3 separate regions of the Sus scrofa genome follow, and all the other regions are linked to region 1. A link is a contact called in public promoter capture Hi-C data. All regions are on one chromosome and are shown on one strand. The core of a region is the stretch at or near the end of the contact, and the rest is flanking DNA. Distances in the headings are between cores, read along the strand shown. Region 1 holds the start of RABIF (guanine nucleotide exchange factor MSS4). Region 2 holds the start of PPP1R12B (protein phosphatase 1 regulatory subunit 12B). Region 3 overlaps PPP1R12B (protein phosphatase 1 regulatory subunit 12B).

Region 1 (5,163 bases), core at 1,898-4,397:
CACACAGCCGTGCTCTGTAGAGGGCGAGGGTGGCTGGCAGCTGCTGGGAAGTCCCAGGCCCAGGTTCCTACCCCATTCCTTTAAGGGCATACTTCTGCTAAGGACTGGTTTTTTTGTGCTGCGTTTTGTACATTAGTCCCTTTCCTACTAGACCCTCCCCTCCCTGTCTTTCGAGTGGATTATCTTCACCCCAGGATAGACTCATCAACGACAACTGAGATCCTTGTTAGTTTCCGTACCTGCTGTTCCTGTCCTGAGCTGCCAGCCCAGGCTCCCCTGTGCCGTGGAGTGAAGTCCCTGCTCTGTGGGTGTTGGGAGTACGCAGACGTGGTTGCCTAAACAAGGGCGCACTTTCCCTTTGCTCTGAAATTCCATTTTTTTCCTCTTGCCCTGAATTGTGTTGACCTAAAGTTCCTTTCCTTTGTATTTTTTTAAGAAAATATTAAAAATCAGTGGTCTCAAGTGCCTGTAAGAGAGTTTGTGGTGAACCAGCATCACCTTCCGAGACACTTTGGGGGCCAGGCACAGCGATGAGCTGTAGGTTCTCTTTCTTCCACCCGTTCATCAGTGTGTTTGCCAGCTAGCTCTCCTGTGTATCTGTTAGACAGGTAAGAGATCTCTGGAGAGTCTCATCAGTACAGTGTTACTTGAATTACCTATTCACAGACTCTTCTCACACTTGGACTTTACTAGGAAACCAAGGGGATTAAGAAGAGGCAGTCTTGGGCTCATTTTGTACCCACTTGCATTTTACTGTTTTAGGCGCCCCAGTCCTTTTCCCATTTGCTTAGATTTGTGCAATGTGATGCAAACAGCTATTTGGAAGGCCTGCAGAACTGCAAAAATCCTGCTATTCCCAGAGCAAAGGGAGGGGGGAGCCAAAGAGGTTCACGAAAGAGGCCTGCCAACCTTTCTCTAGCGGATGGATTGTGCCTGCCGACCAAACCAAGCTGTGACACTTGGGGCTCATCCTCTCAGAAAGAGACAGAGGGGAACAGAGAAGGGGGCCTGGAGAACCCATGGCTCCTGGGCTGTCTTCACTGCCAGCTGCTGAGTTTCAGACCAAATTCCCAAATAGTTCTTATAAGGCAGCCACAACTGAATACCCCGCTACTCCCTTTCACCCTCCCCAGTCCTCTGTACCTGTCGTGCTCAGGTATCTACTCGGACCATATTTGGTGTTCCTCCTGTTTTTCTAGCTCCCTTAACTAGCAGCCAGCCACTTAGTTATCTAACCTCTGAAAGCTACCTTTATCTTAGGTCACCTGTCACCTCTACCACAGTACAGACATGCAATTAGTGTCTAAGTTAATTGTTCCAAATCCATTACTATATTTTTTTTTGGTCTTTTTTTTTTTTTTTTTTTTCCTTTTTAGGGCCGCACCCACGGCATATGGAGGTTCCTGGGCCCTGGCCTATGCCACAGCCACAGCAATGCGAGATCCAAGCCACATCTGCAAACTACACCACAGCTCGTGGCAACACTGGATTCTTAACCCCCTGCACAATGCCAGGAATCAAACCTGCATCATGGATGCTAGTCAGATTTGTTTCCACTGAGCCATGACGGGATCTGCCATTACTATTTTTTTGTTTTTTGTTTTTTAGTGTCGCACCCACAGCATATGGAAGTTCCCAGGCTGGGGGTCAACTTAGAGCTGTAGCCAATGGCCTTTACCATAGCCATAGCCAACACCAGATCCCAGCCACATCTGCGATCTACACCACAGCTCACGGCGACACCAGGTCCTTAACCCACTGAGCGAGGCCAGGGATCAAACCTGCGTCATCATAGATACTAGTCAGATTCATTAACAGCTGAGCCACAACGGGAACTCCCCATTACTATATTTTTATTCCCTCTGCTCTGCATAGTTCATATTGCCCCCCCCAACTCATGGATTATAGTCTCCTGATGGCTTTACCTCTACTATTTTCCTGCCTTCCAATCTAATCCCATCTTGTCATCAGTTATATTTCTAACGCACAGATAGGGTCATTACAATACCTAACATACAGAACATTTTCAGTAAATATTAATATCCTATTGCCCACATTATGAAGTTCAAATTCCTTAGGGTGACAGTAGAGCCACGGCAATAGGGGCTCACTACACCTTTCTACACCCTCGCTTCCCCCCACCTAAAATGTGCTTCATCCACAGTGGTCTACTAACCACCCCTAAATTTGTTCTCACCCCCTACTGTATGATGCTGTTCTTTCTATTGGAAATAAAATTGCTCTCCTGACAAATCTTAGTCACTTTTTATTGCCCAATTCAACTGTCATCTAGGTAAAGCCTCTTCTAATTCCCCAGACAGAATTGCTCCTGTGATTTACACAAAGTAGGTGGAATTTGTGTTTCCAGTTACTTTGTTCCCTTCCCTTGATGGTCTTTATCACAAGTCATTGGACTTGGATCTGTCTTCCTGTTTGTACTGTGTTCTCCAGTACAAAAGGCCTGTCCTCATAGCATCCTCAGAGTACAGCATATTCTCTAATTGCTAAGCAAATTGCTGAACTAATGAAGGAAAAAGAGGAAAAAGATGCAGACACGGGTGGTGGGTAGATGAGATATTCGTTAGATGGCTTAGCTCCCCTTCATATTCTGCTTCCCCTGCCATTTCAGGAAGGGCCACCCTGTTGCACTACAACCAGTACTCTAGAGATCTAAAGACTAACGGGAGCGAATGAGAGTAGAGTGTAACGACCCAGAGCAGTGGCTTTAGGGCCATGCCTGAATCCCTGGGCCTGGAAGGTGGCCTTTCTGACCTCATTGCAATACACCACCATGACGAAACTGGTGATTCGAGAGATTTCCATAGCGCTTCAACACCGTGTCGTGCCACGCAGTAAACGATCGGGACGGAGAGCAGCAACTAAAGCTTCCAGGAACCTCTCCGCCCCAGAAGGTGGGCCGCGTCCCATGGAAGCCACTGCTGCTGAGACTTGCTAATGGGGGTCTGACCCCGGATTGTCCCTGTCGTTCAAGAGACTAAATGCACACCTGAGGTTGCACTCACTATAAGGGAAACCCAGAGCCGACGTGAACTTGTGCAGAGGCTGTCACTTCCCAGGAGGCACCTGTCACAAAGCCACGCCCACACCCAGCCGCAGGGTCCGGAGGTGACCGACAGCGCCTGCGCAGTGGGGTCGGGGGCGCGGAAGCGGCGCTTGCACCCGCGCCGCCGCCGAGATTGCGCCTGCGCGGTGTGGAGCGTTGTACCCAGACCACGCCTGCGCGTCGCGGCCGAGGGCCGGGGTGGTGGTCATGGACCCCATAACGCCGCCGAGTGAGCTGGTGTCCGCCGAGGGCCGGAACCGGAAGGCGGTTCTTTGCCAGCGCTGTCGCTCCCGCGTGCTACAGCCAGGCACGGCGCTCTTCTCCCGTCGGCAGGTGAGGGGCTGGGGCTGGGGAGGGGGCGGGCCGGGCGACACCGGGTCCTCGCTAGGTCTGGATCCGGACACACGGCTAGATACTCGCGCCCCGGAGCCGCGCCTGCCGACCGCAGGGTCCCGACGCCGGGGCCCTGCAGGCTGGCTTCCGAGGGAGCCAGAGCGTTAGTTCTCAGGTTCAGGAGTGGGCGCCGGGAACTCCCGAGGGCGGGGAATGGGCGCCGCGGACCCCTGAGGGCGGCTTAGTGGGCTCGAGGACTCAGGGGCATGGGACATGCTGCGGGCGTGGCCGGAACCAGCTGAATGCTCGCTGCCCCCCCCCCCCCCCGCCTGCTGACCGGGTGAATCACTAGAAGTCGTTCTCACCACTGCACAGATCGCGTGTCCCACGTTCTGTGCCCAGCGCCCCGCTCCCCCTGCATCGAGACTGCGCATGAGGACTACAGATGCTGGGATTTAAGTAAATGCAGTCCTCAGTTAGCGTATCTAAGGGTTAGTGCAGGCAGAGCAGATCAGCGTGTTCATTACCCTGCGGTCTGTCCTGTGAATGGTTTCTCATATAAAATGTTACAGACCCCAGAACTCTGTCCTTCATGCAGTCTCACTTGTAGTCTGAGGCAGAGAAAATTACAATCACAGAAAAGCAACAATCATAAAAGAGCTCGAGAATGTAGGGAAGGGGAGGTGATGTTAGAGCGGGAATTGTTGCTTTTTTAACTTTAGTTGGGGGGCGGGTAGGACAGAGCAGTGTTTGAGAACATGAGAGCAAGCCAAGAGTTTGTTTTCAAATTAATAAGCACCTAACACAGGACCCAGTAAGTGTACTTCTAACCTTTATCCCGAAGGAGATGAAAACATGGTCCCACAAAAAGCTGTGCACGAATGTTCACGGCACCTTTATTGGTAATAGCTGAAAACTGGAAACAGCGCAGATGTCCTTCTGCAGGTAAATGATTAAGAAACTGTAGTAAGGGAGTTCCCGTCGTGGCGCAGTGGTTAACGAATCCGACTGGGAACCATGTTGCGGGTTCGATCCCTGGCCTTGTTCGGTGGGTTAAGGATCTCGCGTTGCCGTGAGCTGTGGTGTAGGTCACAGACGCGGCTTGGATCCCGCGCTGCTGTGGCTGTGAAGTAGGCCGGCGGCTACGGCTCGGATTAGACCCCTAGCCTGGGAACCTCCATATGCCGCGAGAGTGACCCAAGAAATGGCAAAAAAAGACCAAAAACAAAAAAAAGGAAAGAAATTGTAGTACAGCCATACCGTGGATACTACATCTTGATGACTCTCCAAGGAATTGTACTGAGTGAAAAAAAGCTGGCCCCAAAAGATTACACACTGTATCATTCCATTTATGTGGCATTTTTTTAATTTTAGAAATGGAGAACAGGAGTTCCTGTTGTGGCTCAGCAGGTTACAAACCCAATTAGTATCCATGAGGATGCAGGTTAAAGATCCAGAGCTGAGGAGTTCCCGTCGTGGCTCAGAATCCATCTAGGAACCATGAGGTTGCAGGTTCAATCCCTGGCCTCCATCAGTGGGTTAAGGATCTGGTGTTGCCATGAGCCGTGGTGTAGATCGCAGATGCGGCTTGGATCTGGCATTGCTGTGGCTCTGGCGTAGGCCGGTGGCTACAGCTCCGATTCAACCCCTAGCCTGGGAACCTCCATATGCCGCCGGAGCGGCCAAAGAAATAGCAACAATAACAACAACAACAACAACAAAAAAAAAAAAAGACAAAAAGACAAAAAAAAAAAAAAAAAATCAGG
Region 2 (5,163 bases), core at 1,979-4,478, 400 kb after region 1:
TTTTGTTTGACCTCAAATCTTCAAGCAGCTTCATTTTAGCTGAATCTGGCTAGTACTGAGAATACTTATTCAACTCAACGCACTGCCAGCCCTGCAAATAGGGACGAATAATGCCATATTGCCTTTGCAAGTGTTTCAAAAAAAAAAAAAAAAAATTCCACAGTTGTCATCTCCTTCCTCTCCTATTTCAAGAGATTACGGAAGGTGAAGAGACTACTAGAATATTAGTGAGAGACACTGCACTTCACTGTCCAGGGGGGTAATTAAAGGAAAAGGAAAGACACCAAGGGGACCACGGTGTCAGGAAAAGGAGTCAGAAACGTGGTTACCTGGTGTGGAAGACCTACCTGCAGTCACCTCAAAGTAGGTGCTTTTCTCAGGGCGGTGTTAAAATGTGTGTGGTAAGGGGCAGACTCAGCAGTCACCTCAAAAAAACAGGGCCACTGAGTTACACTGAGAAAACTGTGCTTCGAATAAGGAACACGTGGACAAGAAAACTGGTTTCTATTTCTCTATGACCCCTCAAAGTGGTTTCTTTCAGAATCCAGACCTCAATCGCCTTATCATCCCCCAAACATCCGAAAAATAAAAATTCATTCAGAAATTTGAAAGAATACACGTGGCCCTCTGAGGGCCCATCTTACTTCAATTCAGCTCCTTATTAGGTGAGACATAAAGCTCTGGAGTTTAAATCTGAAAAACCCTTGCCTACAGGCAACTTCTCTCCCTTTTAATCTTGCACGAGCAACGATTTTCTAAGCTTCAGAGTCCTCACCTGTGAAATGGTTATTATGACACTGGCTGCCACACCCACCTCAAAGGATCACTACTGAGATTCACCTGCAGTAAGACATATCAAAAAGTTTTTAAACAGCAAAGAACTATATAAATGTTGGCCGCCACCTTAGGTGGGGCACTGTTATAGGCAGGAAAAAATGGACGCAAATGGGGTGAAAAGAAGGTCCTTTCATCTGAAAAAGAAGGACCACGAACGCAGCGAGGACTAATTTTAAGCTACTGGCTAATATGTTCACTGAAGCGAAATGACGCGAATCGGAATAATGACTTAGAAGTGGATTCTCAGGTCAGCACATCCACTTTGCACGGACAGCAGAAGAAGGAAAATAAGAAAGATTAAGAGTGGGTGTCCAGCTGTCAGCTCACCAAAATAACTGATGAAGTTCCATTTGAGAGAGAGGACGGAGTTAGTGACGACAGGCAGCATGTACAGAATACAGTTGCATAAGATGAACTAAGTTAAGGTGTTAATTACCAAGCACGGAACTGTCAGGTTATCCACAATCACATACTCCAGTTCTATATAGGGCGTGTGATTCCTACAGAAGCTTTAGCGGAAAAAAAAGCTATTCCAAAAACGTCAAACAAATGTAAGTGACCCTGCAGGTCAGCGCTCCGTAGAGGAATAAAGTAAGGCTTCCTTCCTTGAGGATGGGGTGCTCGGGGAGCTACAGCGCGACGAACGCAGAACCTGTAAATCACTGCAAACCAGAAAACCAGAAAACCAGGTGTGGTTTCAGACCCTTCGGCCCTCCGCCCTCCCCAGCACGGGATGCGCTCTCAGAGACGGCAGAACGACTCGCACAGAAAGCAGGACTCGAGAGCGCAGCAGACCCCCGGCCAAAGCACCGGTAACCATGACGACCCGCGGAGCGGGAGGGAAATACAAACACCCGACTGCGGCGGGCGCCGGTCCTGCGAGGTCGGGAACAGCCGGCCGCCGAGCGGCGGCGGCGAGAAGCGGGCTCGCAGCACCCGCGCTGCGCTCACCTGGTGCAGGGCTGTCAGGCCGTCGACATTGGCCGTGTCCACGTCGGCGCCCCGGGCCAGGAGCCGCCTCACCTCGTCGGTGTCTCCGCTGGAGCAGGCAGCCAGGAACACGGCGCCGTCCTCGAAGCGGACCCGCGGGCCCGCGCGCCGACTCTGCGGCTGCCGCCCCGCGCCCGGCCGGTCGGTGGGCTCCTGCTCCGTCAGCGAACCCCGCCAGCGCCGCAGCTGCTCGGCCCGCCGCGCCCGCGCCGACTCGGCCCGCTTCCCGCCCAAGTGCTCCAGCTCTGCCATAACGCCGCTGCTCCGAGCCGCCCCGCCGCCGCCTCCGAGCGCTTCAGCCGGGAGAGGAGGGCGGAGACCCACGCGCAGCCATCTTTACTGCTCCGCCGCCGCGCCGCCCGCGCCGCCCGCACGCCCCGCGGCCTCAGCACGCAGTTGCAGCGGCGCCCCGGAGCATCACGGGACTTGTAGTAGGAGAGCCGCGCGTCCCCCACGCCCGGGCGCGCCCGCGCCTGACGGGAACTACAAGTCCCTGGACGGACCGCGAGAGAGGCGCGGTCCGGGAGCTCCCTACTTGGCCGCAGACCTGCGAGGTCACCTCCGCCCCAAGCGGGAGCTGTCCCTGGCCGGAGTCAGCCTCTGTGGGCGTGTTAAGAGTCGTGGTTCATTCTCTTTGCGACTACCAGCTAATTTTGGCTCCCTAATTAACACGTCAATCTTTTGGAGTGGAAAAGGGGTCAGTTGTTATCCCTACTTTCTGTTGCAGAAAACTGGACGGGAAGTACCCAAAACTTTCAAAACTGTGTCCTGGTTCTGAATCCAGAGTTTTATTAACTTAGAGGGCATGAACACGTAGCCCTGAAAAGCCCCTGGGAAGGATGCACGCAGGTACAGCGGAAAGAGCATTCAAATTCAGTTCTCCATACAGAAGTTCTCTGAGCCTGTTTCCTTGATTGTAAAAAGGGGGTAATGTCACCTCACAGGATGGTCCTGTGGCTCGAATAAGACGATATATGCAAGGATACCTAGTGCTATCCCTGGCTTCTATCAGCTCATAATAAATACTAATTTCCCTTCTTTCTCTCTCCTCCTCTTCTCCAGTTTTCGTGGATCTTAAATTATTGGGAGACAGAATGGATGTCATGTGTCTTAAATTATTGGGAGACAGAATGGATGTCATGTGTTCCATGATTTTTTTACCCAAAGCTACAAAAAACGTATACAGAGCAAACACAATACTGCAAGTCAACTATAGTTCAATTAAAAAAAAAAATACTATAGAGCATACAAAACTCCTAAAGCAGCAAGTAGGCCATTTTCATGTTCAAAGAGAGCTTGGTTATAAAACCTGTTAAATAGACTTAGCATTATTACAACATTGTAAATCAACTATACTTCCATAAAGCTTTACAGAAAGTTGACTTAGTAACTATATCCCTCCAGGCTTTAGCCCTGGACAAAACATAAATAATTTTTTTTCCATAATGAAAGAGATCATATACAATTATTAGGTTCTTTAAACTTTCAGTTTTTCACTAAAAAAAATGTTGCAAGGAGTTCACATTTTGACTCAGCAGAAACAAACCCGACCAGTATCCATGAAGATGTGGGTTCAATCCCTGGCATCACTCAGTGGGTTGAGGATCCTGCGTTGCTGTGGCTCTGGTGCAGGCCCGCGGCTACAGTTCGGATTAGACCCCTCCTAGTCTGGGAACCTCCATGTGCTGTTGTGTGGCCCTAGAAAAGGCAAAAAGACAAAAAAAAAAAAAGATTAGGTCATTGTGAAGGGAAACTTTATTATATTCTATCATGTGAACATTTGTCTGTGCTTCACTTTTTCCTGAGATGAGCTGAGAAGCAAATGAAAAGGGACACTTAGATATAAAATATGCTTAGTAATACTCTATCTAAATATGCTTAATTTGGAGTTTCCGTCGTGGTTCAGTGGTTAACGAATCTGACTAGGAACCATGAGGTTGCAGGTTCGATCCCTGCCCTTGCTCAGTGGGTTAACGATCCGGCGTTGCCGTGAGCTGTGGTGTAGGTCGCAGATGTGGCTGGGATCCTGAGTTGCTATGGCTCTGGCATAGGCTAGCAGCTACAGCTCCGATTAGACCCCTAGCTTGGGAAACTCCATATGCCACGGGAGCAGCCCAAGAAATGGCAAAAAGACAAAAATAAATAAATATGCTTAATTAGGTATCCTTAAATTCTTCATAAATGCTAATTAAGTTATTAGCATCTTGGTGAACTGTGAATAACAATGTATATAAAAATAAAAGATGTAATACTGTATACTTTATATAGCCATGTGTTCCTTGCATTAATTTAGTTACCACAGAACTTGTTATACTTCATCATCTACTGGAAATCTGTATGAGAGGTGTTCCCATCATGGCTCAGTGGTATCAAACCCGATTAACATCCATGAGGACAAAGGTTCCATCCACTCAGTGGTTTAAGGATCCAGTATTACCATGAGCTGTGTTGTAGGTCACAGACGTGGCTCGGATCCTGCAATGCTGTGGCTGTGGCATAGGCTGGCAGCTACAGCTCTGCTTTGACCCCTAGCCTGGGAACTTCCATATGCTGCGGGTGTGGCCCTAAAAAGGCAAAAAACAAAACAAAAACAAAAAACAAACCCAAAACACTGGTTCTTGATAATAAAATTACAAAAAAATAAAATTCTGTATGAGATTGACTTTGTAGCTTGTCAACGTGGAAACTCTTATTTCAACTCAGCCTCTTGCTGATAATTAAAATTGCCCACAAGCTCTCAAATAGAACTGTCCCTATAGGATAAAAGAAATATTGATATTAAACTAGATAGGAACCTAACCCTCTTCAGGAAACCATTATTAGCTTAAACTCTGCCAGTCTAGAAAATCAAAAAGCAAGAGAAGGGCAAGGTTTCAGCATCATGCAAATTGCAGAAACCTCAGGAAGCACATCTCTGACAGCAATCCACATGCACCATCTTAATATTATGATGCTGGTACATGACAGTTTCTCAAAAAAAAAAAAAAAAGAAAGAAAGAAAGTATGTAGAATTGGACCACATGTTTTACTTACTGATTTTCTAATAAGCATTTTTTAGCTTGGGTAAAAATTTCATGAATTAATAATGTTACTTTTTTTTTGGTCTTTTTAGGGCTGCACCTGTGGCATATGGAAGTTCCCAGGCTATGGGTCAAAGCAGAGCTGTAGCTGCCGGCCTACCCCACAGCCACAGCAACGAAGGATCCAAGCCTCATCTGCGACCTCCACCCCAGCTCAGGCAAAACCAGGTCCTCGATCCACTGAGTGAAGCCAGGGATCAAACCCATGTCCTCAAGGATACTAGTCAGGTTCCTTACTGATGAGCCACAAGGGGAA
Region 3 (5,163 bases), core at 1,615-4,114, 280 kb after region 1:
AGTCACTCCTGGTGGTGACCTGTTGTCTATGGCCGCCTGCCCACTGTGACAGCAGACTGGAGTAGTGGTGAAGGACCACACGGCCCGCAAAGTGGAAAATATTTCTTATCAGCCCCTTTACATAAAGAGTCTGCTGAGCCCTGACCTAGTGTGCTGTGTGCCAAGGTGAAGGCCAGGCTGCCCCACCCCCACGGGTCTCCTCAACAGCCAGCAGGCGGCCCGGCTGCTCACACCGGGGGAGGGAAGCCCGAGCCCTGGGTACCACTCAGCCCCCCGACTGCCATTTGCTGAATCACATTTTGTTTGGGGGGGGGGGGTGTTTTTTTTGGTTTATTTTTGCTGCGCCCACAGCATGTGCAAGTTCCTGGGCCAGGAATCAAACCTGCACCACAGCAGTGACCACGCTGGATCCTTAACCCGCTGAGCGACCAAGGAACTCCAGTGAATTGCTTCTGGAAGTCCCCTGACGTCCAGGTAAAGCACCATTTCAAAGCATAAACTTACTTATATAATATCCAGATGTTATTTTCCTCTTAAAATGCTTCTATAACCTGAAAAAAACTTCAGGAACATAACCGGAGCTATGAGCTCCAAGACCACACGAGGTATTTTAGTTGGAGCCGTGAGTTTGCTGAAGGGCTTTTCAAAACCTCCCTTCTTTCCTCTCAGTCATCAATAACACTGGGAGAGTTCACGGTATGAGCTCAGAACAAAGTCTTCAAGGAAAGCACACCCTGTTAAGGCCCTCCTGTGTGAACGTTTAGCTAACTTACTCAGGTCTGGAGAGAATGTTACGGGGTTTTAATGACATAGATGCATGTCCCTAAATGTCTGCTGGTTCTTAAACTTGCTGGACTGCAAACGAAAAGGGAGAAAATGCAGACTGGTAAGTTATGACCGTTCACTTTGACATTTTCACCCCAGACACCAGACCCTCTAGTCCTCCCAGACGAACACTTTGAAAGGTAACATCTGTTAGTGCCTAGAGCTCAATATTCCTGCTGGGGCAAATCTATAAACACTTCATTTGCTGAAAAAGAGCTGCAAATCCCACACTAAGCTTTTTACTCGACCATGAGGCTAGAACACTGACATTAACTAAGCCTAAGCCATGGTTAAAGCTCCCCTACCATGCTAACAACAGAAGAAACCCAGGCGCCTGTAACCAAGGCAACGCAACCCTCAGACCCCCCACTGAAGGGGGACAATTACCCCTGGAGGTTCTCCAGGGCAAAGCCAGCAAGACCCACTCCTTCCTTAGGAAGCTAAGCCCAAGGCCTTTGAAGACAAGCTCATGAAAGTGTGGTTGTGGTAATGACGGGGCCCCAGGAACACGCAGGGTGAAAACTGATCCTTTTCTTAAGAATGTCATTAGTTGGTCTTGGGGACAAACAAAAAAACAAAACTTCTTAGGGAAAAGACCAGCAGGAAATTTACCGGAATGTTAATAATTTCTTTTGATTTTTATGCCTTAAATAACTTTTTTTTTTTGGTGTTCTTTATAGTGGTGTAAATCCCCTTTTATAACAAATATTTCCTATCCCCCATTGACTTTGACCATCTTGAAATGAAATTCTTAGATGTAAAACTAAGATAAAAATCACAAAAATCAATTAAAAAACATGAAGGAGAAACAACAGGAACATCATTTGTAATGAAATGTCTTTCGATGTGTCAGTTTGGGGCCGATGATGCTAGAAGGCACAATGAAGTGAGTGGTCGGAGGCTTGAAAGCGTCCCGGAAACATCCCGAAGGTAGACGGCAACTGCGGGCTCCGAGTGTGTGTGTGTGTAAGTGTGCCGTGTGACGACGCCGTGCAAGTGGGGCTGTGTGTCGTATGATGACATTGTATAAGTGGCACTCCTGTAGGGGTGAGCAAAACTAAGCTATGGTCTTTCCTCAAATGATGTGGCGGTTGAGCTTTTAGAACCTCTGCCAAAAGATGTGAGTTTATACATAAAACCAACTCTGGTTTTGAATGCAGATAGTAGAAAGGTCTTTATGGCTGTCCCGGGGGACGGTCAGAAGTCCAGCGGCAGGACCAGTGCTTGTCCCCAGCCCCTGTCCACTAAATGCATGGAGGGCGCTGCCAGCATGGGGACCCCCTAAAAGTTCAACCACCTCTAGAGGCGCTCTTTACACTTTTCTATACTTCGTAACTTCTATGATGAAATGTACGACCTTAATAATCATAAAAAACAACTTCCAGCAGAGTTTCAAGCTCATTGGTGTCCCTCCAACGAAGACACACAAGGTCACAGGTCACCAGCAAAAGTAATACCTTGAAGGCGGTCAGGAGCAGACAAAATTGGAATAAAAGAAGAGGTGACGAGGTTAACTGCACTACCTGCAGTAGCTGATAACCCTTCTGCTTCGCTTGGATGAGATGTTTGAGCAAAGCCTAGATACCTGGAAGGTCAAGTTATCCTACCTCAGAAAAGATTTCTGACTAAAGCAGAATTCGCTGATGTAACGGGACACTGGGTCCAAACTCATAGGGTCTCAAAGGAATACATGTGCTTTGATTACTGAGATTTGCTTGGCAACAGCACGACCTAAAATTAATAGAGTCCTTAAAAGGAAGATGCCAAAAGAAATGCTGTTCTTAAGATGGTTTATTCAGCCTGACTACAGCAAGGCACAAGCACGACCCATATATAGAAAATCCCAGCCTCTGCAGTATTTTAAGAACTACAGTTGCACAGTGAAAGGAGAGGCCATACTGGCGAAGGTGGGGTCCTGGCTGGAGAAGACCCCTGGGGCCCTCTGACAGAGGCGGCTCCCCACAGTCTCGGCACACCCCCGCTCTCCCGGGGGGTCGCTGTTCCCAGTGGCCACGGCTCGTTAACTCTCCCCTCGGGAGCGGGACCGTCCAGTTCCTCTGCCTTCCCAGCCTCTCTCACTCTGGGGACAAGCCAATGGCCCTTTTCCGTCTCCTTCCTTGTCCTCCTGTCTGGCTAAATTTAAAGAAGCTGAGGGAGGAAAATCTATCGTGTCTTTGCAGTCTTTTTTAAAAAAAGATCACGGCTGCTTTACGGACTCCTGTGAAAAGCAGCACCTTCCTACATAAATCACAGCTCTGAGAGCGCACCTACGGCCTCCTGAAGCTCAGCCACGGTCCAGCTTGGCGGCACGGGCCTGCCTGGGACATACCTTACCATATTAGGCAGTCGTGTGCGGAGAGGAGGAAAGCAAAACAGTCCCAGGATTCTACCTAAAAGGAGGCTGGCGAGGACACTGCCCATGTGGAGGGTGGACAGAAAATCGCTGGCTGCCCTCCAGCAGATAAAGGGGCCTCACGAGATTAAGTAAGGAGATGAAAAACACTGCTTGAGACAGGGGAGAAGATCCAGCAAACAGCCAGAAGCCAAGCTGTGAAGAAGTAGAGTAAATAGGAAAAAGGGTTTTATTTACTCTAAGAAAGTGAGCGGGATCTGTAGGAGTAAAGATCCATGAAACTACAACTGCTGGAAACACAAGCACAAACACAGGAGGGCCTGCGTGGGAGGTGACGGGGCATAAGGAGGAAGGCCTGCTCTCGGAAGCGCTTGGGGGCTGGGAGGGATCAGGGGTCGAAAGGGCTCCGGGCAACACAAGGGATGCTGGGTTCTCCTTCCTTCCTCTCTGCCTCCTTTCTCTCCTACCTCGGCAATCTTTGCAGATTTGTTTCTCAAAATTCATCAGGTGCACATGCTGGCATTCTGGAGGAGTCTGAGTCCTTTTGGACTCTCCAGACAATCCATGCTTAAGGAATCAACTCATAATTGATTTCAAAGTCACACAATTCTACGATCAGTAAGAATCTTCCAAAAGCTTTACTCTCTTCCAGATTTAGGAACCTACAGGTTTGGAAAATCATCGCTGACTACTTAAATGCAAGAGCTCGTTCTATTTCCTGGGAGAGGCTATCACTGACAGGTGAGGAGGCTGCAGCCTCTCAGCCCAAGGCATCCGAGGCCGAGCAGCGTCTGCCTTGGGGGTCTCGCTGCTGCGCCCGCGGCTCCTGCCCACATGCCACAGACACGGAAAGGCCGGGGCCGGGACTGAGGTGGTGCACAGCCCTGGACGAGGAACACAGCTGTGCTACGTACATGTCTCTCTGGGCCTCATTTGTGATCTATAAAATGAGAAGGTTAAAGCTTCTTTCAGGTCTAAAATACCAGGCTTATGACTCATTCTAACCGTCACAGAGCTAAGTCGGGGCTTGGCAATGAAGAGCGTCCAGGATTAAGTTTTCCAAAGACAGCCTCTTCTTAAGTGAAATGGGTGCTAGTTATTCAAAGATGTCATAAAACTGAGGACAGCGAGGCAGAGCAAAGGGAACCAAAAGCCGAGTTGGCTTAAAGGATCATTTGCAGATACGGTTAAGCAACAGAATTCCTCTCATTGAACCAAACCAGTCTTGCGACACCCTGGCCTTCACGGGCTCTAAGCAGGTCTGCAGAGAGGCTGCAATTTCATCTCCGAGGCTGCCAGCCGCTGCTCTGGGACCACGAGGCTCCTTTATCAACATTCCTGTACTAGTGGAGAAAAAACAGGGAGGCAGCAACAAAACTAGTGGCTGCTCTGGGCGTTCTGTCCAGTGGGTTATTTGGAGAGTGAGCTGCACTTGTGTGCCCAGGGCACGTGCTACCCCGCCTCGGCTCCTCTGTGACGCAGCACCCAGGGCTCCGTCCACAGCCCCTTCTCTGAGACACTGACTCCCTTGGTGACCAATTCCAGTATCGTGGTTGTAAATCCACTCTGTGTATTTGCTGACATCCAGTCTGCACTGTCCCCCTGAACTCCAGGGCCCTCCCTGCCCATCAGAGTCAGCGCTCCGCCCTGAGAGGCTTCATCTCACGCACAGCAAGAAAACTCCATCCTTCCAGCTGCTTCGGCTTGACCCCATTTTTCAACCTTGACCCCCTGTTTTTCTCACCTTAAATCCAATCTGACGGAAATCTTGTTGGTTCTCATTTCAAAATACATCCTGAGTATGAAAACCCAGCCCCCTTCCTACCTGCAATCACCCTGGTCCCAAGCTCTGGCCCTGCATTATTGGCACAGCTTCTTGACCAATGCCCACCCAGCCCCCCACCACCCACCAGGGTGCTCTGACAACAGCAGGCAGGGTAACCCTTTGAGACCTAAGCATGACGCTACCACTCTTCTGCACCAAC

The links. Promoter capture Hi-C pulls out the DNA fragments that hold promoters and counts their contacts.
Region 2: a promoter capture Hi-C map of liver shows a contact between it and region 1, with 5 times the contacts expected there. The contact joins the promoter of PPP1R12B here to the promoter of RABIF in region 1. A contact is called at or near these places in 3 of 5 promoter capture datasets (fetal liver, fetal skeletal muscle and liver), 3 of 47 Hi-C or Micro-C datasets (embryonic fibroblasts, fetal skeletal muscle and undifferentiated spermatogonia) and 1 of 2 datasets of contacts at active chromatin or transcription factors (alveolar macrophages).
Region 3: a contact with region 1 is called in a promoter capture Hi-C map of fetal skeletal muscle, with 6 times the contacts expected there. The contact joins the enhancer-like site here to the promoter of RABIF in region 1. A contact is called at or near these places in 3 of 5 promoter capture datasets (fetal liver, fetal skeletal muscle and liver) and 10 of 47 Hi-C or Micro-C datasets (alveolar macrophages, embryonic fibroblasts, fetal heart ventricle and 7 more).

What each region holds. Positions count from the first base shown.
Region 1 is chr10:24,865,125-24,870,287 of Sscrofa11.1, reverse strand. It overlaps RABIF (guanine nucleotide exchange factor MSS4), which reads left to right and starts at 3,147. Exons shown (of 2, transcript XM_005668014.3): 1 at 3,147-3,397. The coding sequence starts at 3,272. KLHL12 (kelch-like protein 12) reads left to right here. Exons shown (of 12, transcript XM_013980134.2): 12 at 1-469.
Region 2 is chr10:24,462,068-24,467,230 of Sscrofa11.1, reverse strand. It overlaps PPP1R12B (protein phosphatase 1 regulatory subunit 12B), which reads right to left and starts at 3,228. Exons shown (of 25, transcript XM_021064548.1): 1 at 1,789-3,228. The coding sequence starts at 2,079.
Region 3 is chr10:24,580,667-24,585,829 of Sscrofa11.1, reverse strand. The region is part of intron 18 of PPP1R12B (protein phosphatase 1 regulatory subunit 12B); the gene reads right to left. Among named protein-coding and RNA genes, the nearest start is that of PPP1R12B, 120 kb to the right of the region's middle. Within about 2 kb of position 2,864, at least 41 of the 83 cell types and tissues checked have an H3K27ac peak or open chromatin away from gene starts, as enhancers often do. A contact at or near this core is called in embryonic fibroblasts, fetal liver, fetal skeletal muscle and 2 more, where this site is marked.